Regions from separate parts of the Mus musculus genome. Here all the other regions are linked to region 2. Evidence: chromatin contacts called from public ChIA-PET and HiChIP or PLAC-seq data. All regions are on one chromosome and are shown on one strand. Each heading gives the region's core, a stretch centred on a gene start, on an enhancer-like site or on the middle of the called end of the contact. The rest is flanking DNA. Distances are from core to core; before and after follow the strand shown.

Region 1 (3,898 bases), core at 37-2,536, 270 kb after region 2:
CAGTGAATCACAGATCATGCAGTTGGATAAGAGAGTGCCCATCCTCCCTCCATCCCGAGCTGCTGCTGTAACTCTAACAAGGCCAGTTAGAAGTCAAGTTCCTCTGGCTTCCTGGAAAACAAACAGAAATGCAATTTAGCTGTAGCAGAGTTCCTGACAGCCCTAAGATTTCACCGGACTTGAAGCCTGGTGCATGTGTTTACATGGACAATTCATTGGGAAACCTGGGGGGGGGGGGGGGGCGCCAGCTCCAGCTTGTGAGATTCATCTCCCATTGGCAATGACAACCAATGGCTGGGGATGAAGGCATGACCCAGGCCATCCACTGTCACAATCAATGAAAGTAACAGGAAAGGATTTTAGAAACACCCAATGCTCGGTCACTGCTGTTGTTGCTACCGTGGCTCGCCAGCCAAAGGAGAGAAGGGGAAAGACTGGTTCTGCCCAGGTAGCTGCTCTTACAACAGCCTCCTTCACTCTGAGCAGTCCACCCGCAGTTCAACCTCCGAGACCTGGCTGTGATCACTGAAGAGGTGAAGACAAGAAGATGAGATCCACCCAAGGAAACACTGCAGAGTTGAAACATTTTAGTTATCTGGACATCCTTTCCTTATCTTCTTTCAGCTCCTTATATAGCCAAGTGAACCAAATACCTCTGATTGGGATCTCCTTAGAGACAAGAATGATCTCCCCCCCCCCCCCCCGCCCCGCCCCACCCCACCCTGCAGGCTCTTTAGGATTTTCTCTACTACTGTTTTCTTCTCCCTCCACAGAGGAGGGGAAAGGAGAGGTTATTTCAGACTTAGTTGAAAAGAATGCCAAAATTTTTATTTTGCAAGCAAATCTAAGGATCACATAGCAAAAGCTAAGATTCAGGATGCTGTGAAAAGAAGACATCTAGACAAGAGATATTTACATGCTGCTAGTCACATTGGTACCTCCAGCAGCTGGTCAAACTGTTCCACCTACTTTCGGGGACAGGCCTTGAGAAGGCACATAAAAAAAACGAACAGTGAGCGCTTCAAGTCGGTTAGTCATAGGATTTCAGCTCCTGCCACTGGCCCAGCAAGGGCAGGATCCAGCAATATTCTGTTTTCTAGAATCTTTCCTTGTAAGACTTCCAGTGCTCTGATGGAGTTAAGCAAATAGAGGCCAGGGCAATCTGCTACCACCTTCCAGATCTCATAAAGACAAATAAAACTATTTTGTTGTTCTTTCTGTGGCTTCCTACCCACATGTGAGAGACTATGTTAAACATGGGAGGTACCTTTTTTGCAGCTTCCTGCCCTCTTATCCTCTCAAGCAACATCGAGGTCTGTGATCTAGACTAAGTTCCTACATTCAGACCCAACACACAAGGAAAAGCATCAAAATGGAGTTTCTTGTGCTGAAGTTCATATCACCAAGTGCATGTCTTTGTGAAGCTGTTGGGTCCTTGGGAATGAGTTACAGACAGGTGTGAGCTACCATGTGGGTGCTGGGAATTGAGCCTAGGTCCTCTGGAAGAACAGTCAGTGCTCTTCACCACTGAGTCATCTCTCCAGCCCCTCACTTGGGATATTTTTTCCCTAGCTCTGTCTAACTCCCATATTTGAACAAAAATTTCAGCATACTCAGAATTACATATCTACAGTTTTCCTCTGCTCAGACACCAAACACGTTTCTTGATACTATTTTATAGCTGTTTGCAGTATCCCTAGTAATGTATCGCCACAGATTATTCTACCACCCCACCACACACCCAGACATTATCTTATTGGAATGTCTTATTCTGCAGTAGATCACGTTCACTTTCCAAATAGCTATACTAAAATATAACTGGTACACAATAATTCTGCAAATTCAAACATTCAGTTTGACAAGTTTAATGTATAATGTGTATGTGTGTGTATGTGTAGACCCCAGACACCATCACTACAATCAAGATAAAAACGCTCCTATACCTTACCTTCTATCCTCTACACACACTTCCTCCTTCTTCAGCTCTCACCTGCCTCTCGTGGTCACATTTGTTTGATAGATGTTATCTGGACCCCAGTTGTCTTGCACAGGAATTCATAGACTTACAGTGACAGAATGTGATGAGTTTCATTTTATACCATTTCAGACCTAAGCCTTAGAAAGCACACAAGTACCTCCTCACTCTCTCTCTCTCTTCCTACCCCTTCCATTTTCTACTTTTCTTTCTTTTTCCTTTCTTTTTTTCCAGTGCTGGGAATGGAACCCAGAACTCTATCTCCTCAGAGTGACAACGCAGCCCATGCTAACAGTGTCTGCTTGTGTGTTGGATTGTTTCCTCTCAGAACCTCACTGCCATGCCATGAGGAAGCCCAGACAGACAAATAAATGGAGAAGACTGGGTGAGGACTCAGGCCCCTAACTAATAGCCCCAGATGAGCTTTGGGCAGTGGCAGCACCCATGGCTAGCTATTTGGATCGACTGGCATCTTGCTGCTTCAGTTAACACCAAGAATTAAGCCCAAGAACTGTTCTGGCAGCCCACAGATCCCAGGGAATCAACCATTATAGTTTATGTCACTAAGTTTTAGTGTGGTTTGTTGTGTGATCATTAGTAAGTGAAACAAACGGAGAATAGAAGCAATTGCTGTTAGGATAGATTCTTAACTCTGTGCTGCTTTCTTTTTGCTTTCTTCATATCTAACCTTTTTCTCCTTCCTTCCTTCCTTCCTTCCTTCCTTCCTTCCTTCCTTCCTTCCTTCCTTCCTAGGGAGCAAACCCAGGGCCTAATGAGTGGTGGGCAAGCAATCTACCTGAGGTGTGATCCACCCTAGAGCTGAACTTGACAAGGTCCACTGTCCTTAACCTTTCATCTTGGGTCCACTCTTAGAATTGAGTCTCTGGTCTAGTTTTCCTTTGAACATGCTAGCATTAGGGTCACAAGGGGATTGCTTGTTGCATAACCAAGAAGTAGGCTTTACATCCTCATCTTCTATGCCACATCAGTAGCATTTCTTTCTGTAAATCACTCCCTTCTTTCTTTTTCCTACATGAGTTGAGGAGAGATGATGTCAGAGTAGCCATTATTTTAGAAAAAAAAAGAATGGTAGCATCAAAACATCCAACTGTCATGCATGCAGCACAGTTGGGATGTTGGCTCAGTTTGGTGACACTGTCAGTGACACGGTTCCTTTCTATCTTGTTGTTCCAATACCACTATGTGTTCCATTTGTTTATATAGCACCAGATATCTCTTCCTACCTCCTCATTCCACTACTGGAAAAGGGAACTACCTGTGGAGGGCATACATCTCCCTGGTCAGATAAAAGCCTGTAGGTGCATCCGCTGTATCCACACTCTTTAGCTGGAACAGAGTCTTAGGGTCACACTAGCAGCAACAGAATTGGGAAATGAAGTCTCTAGCTTGAATGGTCATGCATCTAGCTAAAAATAATACCACCATGGGTGAAAGGAGGAAGGGACATATAACCTGTTTTTCCATCCAGAAGGCTGGGAATTGGAGCTGACTATCAGCCTGGTGATCTGCATTACCTGTTGGGCTGGGCCAGATCAAGTTCCCACAACCAAGCCTGGAGGTGGTAGTAGTCTAAATGACCTGTACGTCATCTATATAGCCAGGGGCTCCCCCAGGTTCCCACAATTAGGACTTTAGGTAGCTAAGTGCCCAAATTATCTCCACTTAAGACTAAGACTGTGACAGATCCTTCCCTAAGCCCTTTAGATAGTACATGTATCCTATTTTTAGAACCTAGCTTCTTGGAAAAATGACATGTACTTTGAGTTTCAATGTAATTATGCCATCTTGTATACCAGGAATTGTATTATACCGGGAAATTTTTTTTCCAAATTGTACTATGTTTAAATATGCTGGCAATAAATTTCTTGGCATCAGATTTCCTAGAAGTTTGGTCCAATCTGG
Region 2 (4,016 bases), core at 1,120-3,619:
ATGCATGTGTACACACATACAGAAAATAAATATAAATATATGAAGATATTTTTCAAGTAATTTCAAAGGCATAGAGACAGCTCGGTGGTATATGCTTGCCTAGCATGCAGAAAGCTTGGAGTTCAAGCCCAGCCCCTCTGGAGGTGGAAGCTGCAAGGTCAAGGTCATCCTCCACTACATGCTGTCTTTGAAGACAGCTTGGGAGACCAGAAACCCTGGCTCTGAGGCCACAAAGTAGGACCTACCTCAAAAAGAAACAGAAAAGTTATTTCTACCTCAGAAACCACAGCACTGAACTTTTTATAATCAGTTACATAAACCCAGGAATGTATTTTAGGACTCTGAAAAAAAAAAAATCTTTACCAATGCCTGTGCTCATCACAGTGTGTCCTGGTCATTTGGAGCTTCATGAATCATAATATACTTTAAAAAAAAAAAAAAAACCTTCATGATTGCTAATATCACCACTTATCTTATAGAGAAATTCTTGAAGCCCTGTGAATCTGTCAAGCTCAGACTTAAGAGAAACCAGTTTGAATTTTACTTTGGGGCACAACTATTTCTGGTAACACCCCCCTTCAAAATGCACGCCACTGTTAAGAGCGATCCTTTAACACCTCCAAACGACACCTCAGTAAGTCTTCAACTGCCCAGGCTTTACAATGAAAACGTGTGACATGGACTGCACTCCATTTTTCCATACATGTCCAAGAGGAAAACCGTTTAACTAGATGATCTTCAAACTCTTTCCAGTGACACTGGACTCAGTATGACTCAAATTTTCCACGCAACTAATCAGTGTATATGTACTTCTGGAAAAGTAGAAAAGAAAAAAGTCCAAACTAACTTAAATAAATTAATTCAACTATTGGGAAAATATCCCAAAGTTAAAAAAAAAAAAAAACCAAAAACCCTATCAAACAAACACATAAAACCAAAAAAACAAGTCAAAACCAACAACAAAGGACATGAAGGTCACACAAGCTGTACAGGAAGGCTCTCCATGATCAATGCGTCCTGAAGTTAACTACATTCAGTCTTACTACAGAGGAATACTATGTACTGCAGTTCCAGGCTAACGTGGCAGAGGGAGGGGTTTGCAGTGTGTGCTTTTTTTTTTCCCCCAAAATTAGATGTATTGTTCCAAAGGAAGGAGTTAGGTCACAACAAAACAACAAAGGAGTCACACATACATTTATGTGGGGAGTGGAAGGTGGATGGAGACTGAATGTACAGAACATACAATTAAAAAAAGAAAAAATAAAGCCCATAGTGAAAATCAAAATGAAAGCCTATTAACTGAGTCGGGCTCAAACTGGAGCAAAGTGGCAGAATTCCTCGAAGCTGCAGCACCTCAGCTCCAATGAATTATCCTTAAGACAGGATTCCACCCTCCTTAGCTAGACAAACGATTGCATCAGGCGCCAGAGCAGGCGCAACCCGACCGGTGTTTACAGCTAGTAGGTCATGGATGCCGGGCCCTACTGTAAGCTCTGGCTCTCACTGGGTGTGGGTATCATTCCAAATACTTTTCTCCTTTCCCTCTTAAGTCTGATCACCACCACTCAGTGCTACAGTAAAAAAAGGAGATCTGCATTAAATCCCCAGATTCTCCAGCTAAGAAACCTCCCTTCCCTTCCGCAAAATGACATTTTCAGGTGTTCCACCCTAAGAATGGATGACTTCACTGAGTGGCTCGGTCAGTCCATCTACAATTTCCAGCTTGATCCGAAAGCTCGCTGGTTCCAGACACTCTCTTCAGAAGGCAGAAAGATGACAGGAGAGGGATCATGAATTCGCATCAGTATTGGAGGGGGGTGGGGGGTCGACACCTCCCCATAGCCACGTTTCGACCGTGAGCCAGTCCTCAGGCTAAACACTGAAGCAAGGAAGATAAAGAGAAGGGAACGCTTCCCAAAGCATCCCCAAGACTAAAGAAAAGAAGCGCGCAGCATCAGCTTGCCGCTGAGCCGAGCCATCGGGGCGCTCAAAGAGGGAGGCGAAGCCTACGGCTGGATTCGGGGTACGCAGAGAGGGCACGAGGCCCAAGGATCACGGATGCCGACGCAGCGCGGGGACAGGGGAAGGACGGACAGGAGCGGGGTGCGGCGCGCGGCTGCGGGCGAGGGTCGGTACCTGCTGGCGCACGGCTAGCCGCAGTGGGGCCAGCAGCTCCTCCGCGCTGTCCATGCTGCTCCGGGAGGCGGCGGGCTGCGCGGGAGCGCTGAGGAGCCGCTGAGACGCGGACGCTGCGACCACTCGGGGCGGCGACAGGAGCGGCAGCGCGGCGCGGGTGGCTCTGAGCAGCGAGGGGAGCAGACAGGGCATGAGCACGCCGCCTAGGCGGTGCGCAGGGCGGCTACGGAAGCGGCGCGCGGCCCGCCCGGTGCATGATGAAATAGCGCAGCCAGGCCGCAGGCGCGCGCAGCCGCACTTCCCGCAGGCGCGCGCAGCCGCCGCGTCTGCAACCGCAGATTCGGCAGAGAACCCGGAAGGGCACCAACTTGCTCAAAAATGTGTGAAGAGGACGCTCCAGACAAATGCACAGAAGGACATGGCTTCTGAGAGTGCAGTCCTAACCTAGATGCCCGAGCACCTTTAGATCGTGGGCTTCTCTGTTGTCCCAGACGCTCGAATCGCCCCACTGGAACACCCATACTTCTGCTTCTTCCTCAGCCCATTGTTTAGAAGAGTATATAAAGTCACATAAAATCGGAACCTAGAGTTACTATAACTCTAGTGGGTCATGGTGATGCACATCCGTAATCCCAGCACTTGGGAAGACGAGGTAGGAGGATCGTGAGTTCAAGACCAGCCTAAAATACACAGTGAGCCTCTGTCTTTAAGAAACAAACAAACAACAACAGCAAAAACAAAAATATTGCTCAAGACCCAATGTTCCTCGGACTATTTATAGGAATCAGAGTTGCTGTTCTTCTCAGGGCATGCCAGTTAATTTGAAAGACAAGGTGTAGAGGCAAAGGAAAAGTGATTTTACTTGGATAACCACCTCATGGAGCAGTCAGGGGAACTCTAGCCTCAAAGCTCTTGCAGAAGTTATATAGGTTGGATGCTCCCAAACTTGTGGACACCTCACAGCCAGTCAGCCAGATGATGGGCCCAACCGGGAGATACCACCTTCCAGTTTCACAAATATCAAGAAGACCATCATTATCCTTGTGCTATTGTTGTGATTGGTTAGCTGGTTTTTTACACAGTGGACAGTCTAGAGGGCAATGAACCTGGCTCAAGGCCCTCTTTCAGAGAACCCAACTCCATGCAGTGAGAGACCACACGTTCTCAACTCCCAGAAATCTTTGATGCTGTTTTTTAGGGTGAAGAACCAGACACAAGGTAGTTACTAGTTTACCCAGTATCCCCAAGACAAAAGTTAAGCAAGAGGAGGTTTGTGACGCTCTTCATTTGCTTCCAAGTTGCTTTTACTGCCAATTTTAGGGATCACGCGTATTTTTATTAGCTTTACTGGATATAACACCTGGGGTGCTGTGGCAATCTTGGTGTTTTTCAGGAACTTGAAGGTGTAAACCAGTTTAAGTTCCTGGCCCTTTCCTGCAGCCTGCACAGATATCCAAGGGTGACCTTTTGAAATCTGGAGGCTTAAAATTTCACACTCAGAACATGCTATTGCCACCATTGTTTAGAAACATAGATCCAGTGAAGGGGTCCTGACAAAGATCGCTGATGCGTCCTTAGTCTTCACCTATAGTCACTTTTCTGACACCTCAGGCCACCCTGCTTCTTTATCTACAAATAACTCCAAACCCCAGTCTCCAGGAGTCAGGTCCGAAATTCGTTCTCATGGCTACATGCTTGGCAGTCTCATGCATATTTTCCCAGTGACTGGCATGATATGGGCCTGTTTGAGCAAGCCAGGAACAAGTCCAGACAGACCTTTACCCATGGTTTAGCAGCTTGCAGTGTGGGGAACCCATGGACTAATCCAGGCACAGACCAGACCCCTTGTCCCAGGGAATTGGCCCATTGCTGCTGACCTG
Region 3 (4,347 bases), core at 525-3,024, 280 kb before region 2:
GGTCCTCACCCTTAGCCCATCTTCCAACTCAGCCCCCATCTTCTACCTCAGAGCTTTTCTGTCTTCTTCAGCTCTCTGCACTGCTGCCTCGGTATCTCTAGTTTTTAGGCTGAAAATTACACTTTTTCCAGAGGTAGCAGAATTCGTACTCCCCCTGTCTTCTAATTCACTTTCCTGTAGGTTATAAGCAGCTTTTGGGCAGATTTATGAATTATATTTCCCCTGTTTCATATTTTCTATGTTTTATACCATCACATTTCTCATCAAAGAAACAAGCAGATTGTCATTTGAAAAAAAAAAATGACAACACATCTTAGCTGGAAACTCTCTTTCTCCCATGGAATGCTTCGGTATGGAAGATAGTAGCTGCACACAGCCACAAAGGAACAATTTGCATCACGTTCTAGCCCCACCAGGGTACAACAGGGACAAGATATACTTCCCAAACCTCTGAAGGTGTGCGAATATGCAAGACAGAACGTTGCCCTAATGTATACCCTAGTCAGTGTTCCAGGAAAGCTGGGTTTCTGAAATTTTTGTAAAAACTAATCTGCGTAAAAGACTAGGCATATGGGGAAAGCCAGCATAGGCATAAATGTTAATTTGAGGAAATGTTCCCAAAATTCTGTGTTCTCTTTGGTGTCATTTGATGGCACCCAGCAATGCTACCCAGCAATGTTGAAAGATCTCACCCCTATAGGGACATGCAGCTTTTTGGCAGTCAACCCTTGGCTTCCTGCAGGAGAGGCATTTGGTTATATTTTGGTCACAGTACTCAGAAACAATTCAAAAGGAGACCTTTTGAAAGCCAATGCTGAAAGAATCACCTTCGTAAAATCCATTTTCCAGCCTAGCCCGTGCTGGGACTTGAACACCAATGCAATCATCACTGCCCAAGCTCCTTCCTGATCGTTAGTGTGGAATCCCAAGGGTTAATCTTGATCTACTAGATTCAGTGATCTCTGTTGCCCGAGACCCCTTCCCCAGCTTCTAGCTCATCAGGTAGATCCAGGGGACTCTATCAGGTATGGTCACATAGATAGAAGGCATCCACTTTGATGGAACACAGCACAGCCATTGCATTTGCCTTCACTGAATGGTAGACATGGTCACCATATGGCTAGGTAACTTGACGTAACTTGAGAAGTTAATTATTATGTGAGGAGTCTTCTGTTGGTAAGATTTGGGGGGAATCTCATGAAGTTCCAGGGGAGACAGCATAGGTCTCAGCAGGGGAAACAGACCCTGCTCTGACTGGTACCCTGAACAGCTATAGGTGGAGAGGTGCTGAGCCCAGGTTCTGAAAGGTAGGGCTGACCTATTGCAGCTACTGAGTTAGTCGTGATTCAGTATCTGTAATAATGTAATTTTTTTGAAATTTGTAATTATCTTTTCCTATTCATCTTTGCTGTTTTGAGGTGCACCATTAAATAACCCTTTTTTATTCTGGTAAGATTTATATATAAGCATCAATGTCTTGGTTAACGAGAACACATCTTAGATGGCTCAGTGTTTGAGATCCCCAAATGGTGATGAAAGGGGGCACAAAGGAGAGAAACAGATCCACCCTCAGCCTGGTCCCCAGGGACTACACAAGCACCCTCTTCGTAGCCTCTCAACCCTTGGACTCCACCGTCCCCGCTTGCAGGCAAGCTTAGGCTCTTCCAGAGGCTCCCGGCACACAAACTGGGGTTTGGCTTCAGTACAGGGTGAGTCATATTCACACACCACTAAACAACATCTGTATCCCGACAGTCACGGAGCCTCACTGGCAGGCTGCTAGGTCTGTGTTTGGTTTTGAAGCCATTCACAAGGCATCTAGCCCCCGCATCCTGGCCCACAGGTGCAAAGGCAGTGGAGAGAAGCGCTTTGCTATGGAATGGGAAATCAGGGCCATGTGAAATGCTGGAAGGGTGAGCATGACAGTTGATCTGAATGGTCTAAAGTAAGAAGAGCTTTTACAGTACTGCAGCAGCAATGAGGGACTGCAGGGGAGTGAACGAACGGGTGAGATGGAGAATTGGGGAGTGAGCGGGTGAGATGGACAGGTGCTTGAATATACAGCAGGAGTCAGCAGTCCATGCTGGCATCTGCAGTAACTCAGGAGGCAGACCCATGGTACACTTCAAACTACCTTGCCACTGGATAATTCTGGAGTGAGGTGTTCTGTTCACTCTAGGACATTTTGCGCCCTCTCCCTGACTATAATTGCTGAAAGTATTTCAAGACTACCAAATAATCCCAAAGGTGTAAAATCACTTCACCAAGGACCGCCAACTTAATAGTTGAGCTTTGAGCTCAAAAGTCAATAGCAATATCACCGAGAAGGCCACGGCATGAAGATACCCATTCCCCCAGCCTCGGGTCAATAACTATAGCACAGTCAGCTCCAGCCTGAACTTATCAGACCACTGCTAGACCTGATGTACTTCATAAAGGAGAGAATACCACATGGGGCCAATGACAGCAGAAAAAGAAGGCAGGCCTGTTATAACGCTCCAAACTGCTTCAGACACACCCAGGGATCCATTTGCTAATCTTGATTTTCCAGACAAACAGCTTGTATGCAAGTTTCTGTCTCTGCACTGGGGCCATTTCAAATCAGAGGTGGCTCTAGAGCTAGCCCAGCATGCTGCCTGCCACCTGTGCCCTTGACCAGTCCTCCTCCTGGCCCACCCAACCTTCTCTAGGCTCAGATTCAGGCTGCTTACAGAAGAGATCTGGTTTGGAGGTGGCTCTCAGCACTTATGGTAGACTCAGGAAGGCTGATAGTACCTGTTGCCCAGAGTTCTAAGGTTTGGGGACACTCGTTCACCCCAGCTCTCCCCTCATAGGCCTGCTCTGAAGCCCACTCCCCTCCCAATCTTCAGCAGGGAAATCTGGGTCTTTGAATATGCACTCTTTACACAACTCAACACACTGTCCAGTACTCACCTCCAGCCCCCCCCCCACCTTGCTCATTGGCTCCTTCTCCTGCCCACCTTCCCCTGCATGTTCAGAGCCCATGGTAAAGGTCAGGAGTACACCTGTGCTTCTGTGTTCTTCTGTGTTGGCTGACAGCTGGGCAGAAGTGAGTTCAGGAGGACAACCCATACGATGAGACAAGCCGGGGCAAAGTGGGATATGTGGACCGCAGCACATCAGAAGGGTGTGCCCGACATAAACAGTGGGATTCCAGGCCAGGGCATCAGCAGGGAAGGGGGTACTTGGATGGGTAGAGCATCCCTGTGGGGGTGAACACTCCAGGCCTCAGAGACACTGACCCAGTCTGGAACTACTTTGCATTTCTTGTCTGAGTCTCCAAACAGAAACATCTGCACCCTAGCCCCAGGCCCGGTTATGGGCTCTTTCCTCTGCTCTCTGGCCTGCTGACAAGTGTTTCATTTTTCTCTCACTCCAGTGAGGATGGAAGCCTGGGAGAGGTCAGCGCGTGCTGTTGGAAGTGACCCTCAAAGAGTCTGGTTCTGCTGATGTCGTTTCAGAACAACGGGGAGGGGCAATAGATGGAGCCCACATTCCTGACACAGCAAAGGTAATGAGCCTCTGTGGGGCTGAGATGTGCATCATACTAAAGGACAGGGACAGCGAAAGGACCTAGCGATGGTTCTAATCAGGATGATGTTCTCTGAAAGCAAAACCCAGAGTCTGGGCCTGTGCAACACCTCCGTGACAACAGAGCCAGGTGGCAGGAAGTCACACTGTCCGCTCAGTGACCTACCACCCGGCTGGGACAGTGAGGGTTCAAGCTGCTGGTGATCCAAAATGACTTGGCAGACTGCTATGCACAAAACCTTCACCTCCCCATCTATGAAAGAAAGGTTAGATTGGGGGATGGGGTGCTGGGCACGCCTCTATGGACTAAGCATATTGCCAGATGGCCAGGTATAGAGTTGGCACATCCTATAGGGTGGGTCATGATTCCTGCAGAGCAGGAAGGCTCGGCTTAAGGATAAGAGGTCATCTTCCCCTGGATGGATCATGGCTGATTCTGAAGTTGATTTCCATTTGGTTGAACTCTCTGAGAGTGAGAACGAATTCCCATCCAGCTGTTTCTTCTAAAGAATCAAGACAGAACTTCCATGAGCCTTGGCACGTTGAGAAGGAAACTCCACTCACCAGGTCTCCAGCTAGCCACTCTCCTCGTACACGGACAGGAGGCTTACAGTTCAGCTGCATCTTACCAGGTATGTGAAATCTGACTCTGAGTTTGGCAGTGACCTAAGTATGGACTATGGCACCATGTGTGCCCTGCAAGCAGCAGGGTTTGCCCCATAACCTCACCCCCATAGCCAAGACCCTGCCAGCAGGTCCCCACAGTGACCTCAGAGGCTACTTTCCCAAGTTCCT

Evidence for each region. ChIA-PET counts read pairs in DNA pulled down with a chosen protein or histone mark. HiChIP or PLAC-seq counts read pairs in DNA pulled down with a chosen protein or histone mark.
Region 1: a contact with region 2 is called in an RNA polymerase II ChIA-PET map of memory CD8 T cells, with 6 read pairs. The contact joins the enhancer-like site here to the promoter of Gars in region 2. A contact is called at or near these places in 1 of 39 promoter capture datasets (neural stem cells), 1 of 15 datasets of contacts at CTCF or cohesin (the NIH/3T3 cell line), 8 of 115 datasets of contacts at active chromatin or transcription factors (the 230-238 cell line, bone marrow-derived macrophages, embryonic stem cells and 5 more) and 1 of 9 other capture datasets (liver).
Region 3: a contact with region 2 is called in a FOXA1 HiChIP or PLAC-seq map of pancreatic cancer cells. The contact joins the enhancer-like site here to the promoter of Gars in region 2. A contact is called at or near these places in 3 of 39 promoter capture datasets (the C10 cell line, hematopoietic stem and progenitor cells and pre-B cells) and 2 of 115 datasets of contacts at active chromatin or transcription factors (extraembryonic endoderm stem cells and pancreatic cancer cells).

Annotation. Positions count from the first base shown.
Region 1 is chr6:54,764,024-54,767,921 of GRCm38.p6, reverse strand. No RefSeq gene overlaps it. Among named protein-coding and RNA genes, the nearest start is that of Znrf2, 51 kb to the left of the region's middle. Within about 2 kb of position 1,286, at least 50 of the 459 cell types and tissues checked have an H3K27ac peak or open chromatin away from gene starts, as enhancers often do. A contact at or near this core is called in memory CD8 T cells, where this site is marked.
Region 2 is chr6:55,036,354-55,040,369 of GRCm38.p6, reverse strand. It overlaps Gars (glycyl-tRNA synthetase), which reads right to left and starts at 2,369. Exons shown (of 17, transcript NM_180678.3): 1 at 2,137-2,369. The coding sequence starts at 2,328.
Region 3 is chr6:55,312,243-55,316,589 of GRCm38.p6, reverse strand. The region is part of intron 17 of Mindy4 (MINDY lysine 48 deubiquitinase 4); the gene reads right to left. Among named protein-coding and RNA genes, the nearest start is that of Gm38819, 14 kb to the left of the region's middle. Within about 2 kb of position 1,774, at least 29 of the 459 cell types and tissues checked have an H3K27ac peak or open chromatin away from gene starts, as enhancers often do. A contact at or near this core is called in pancreatic cancer cells, where this site is marked.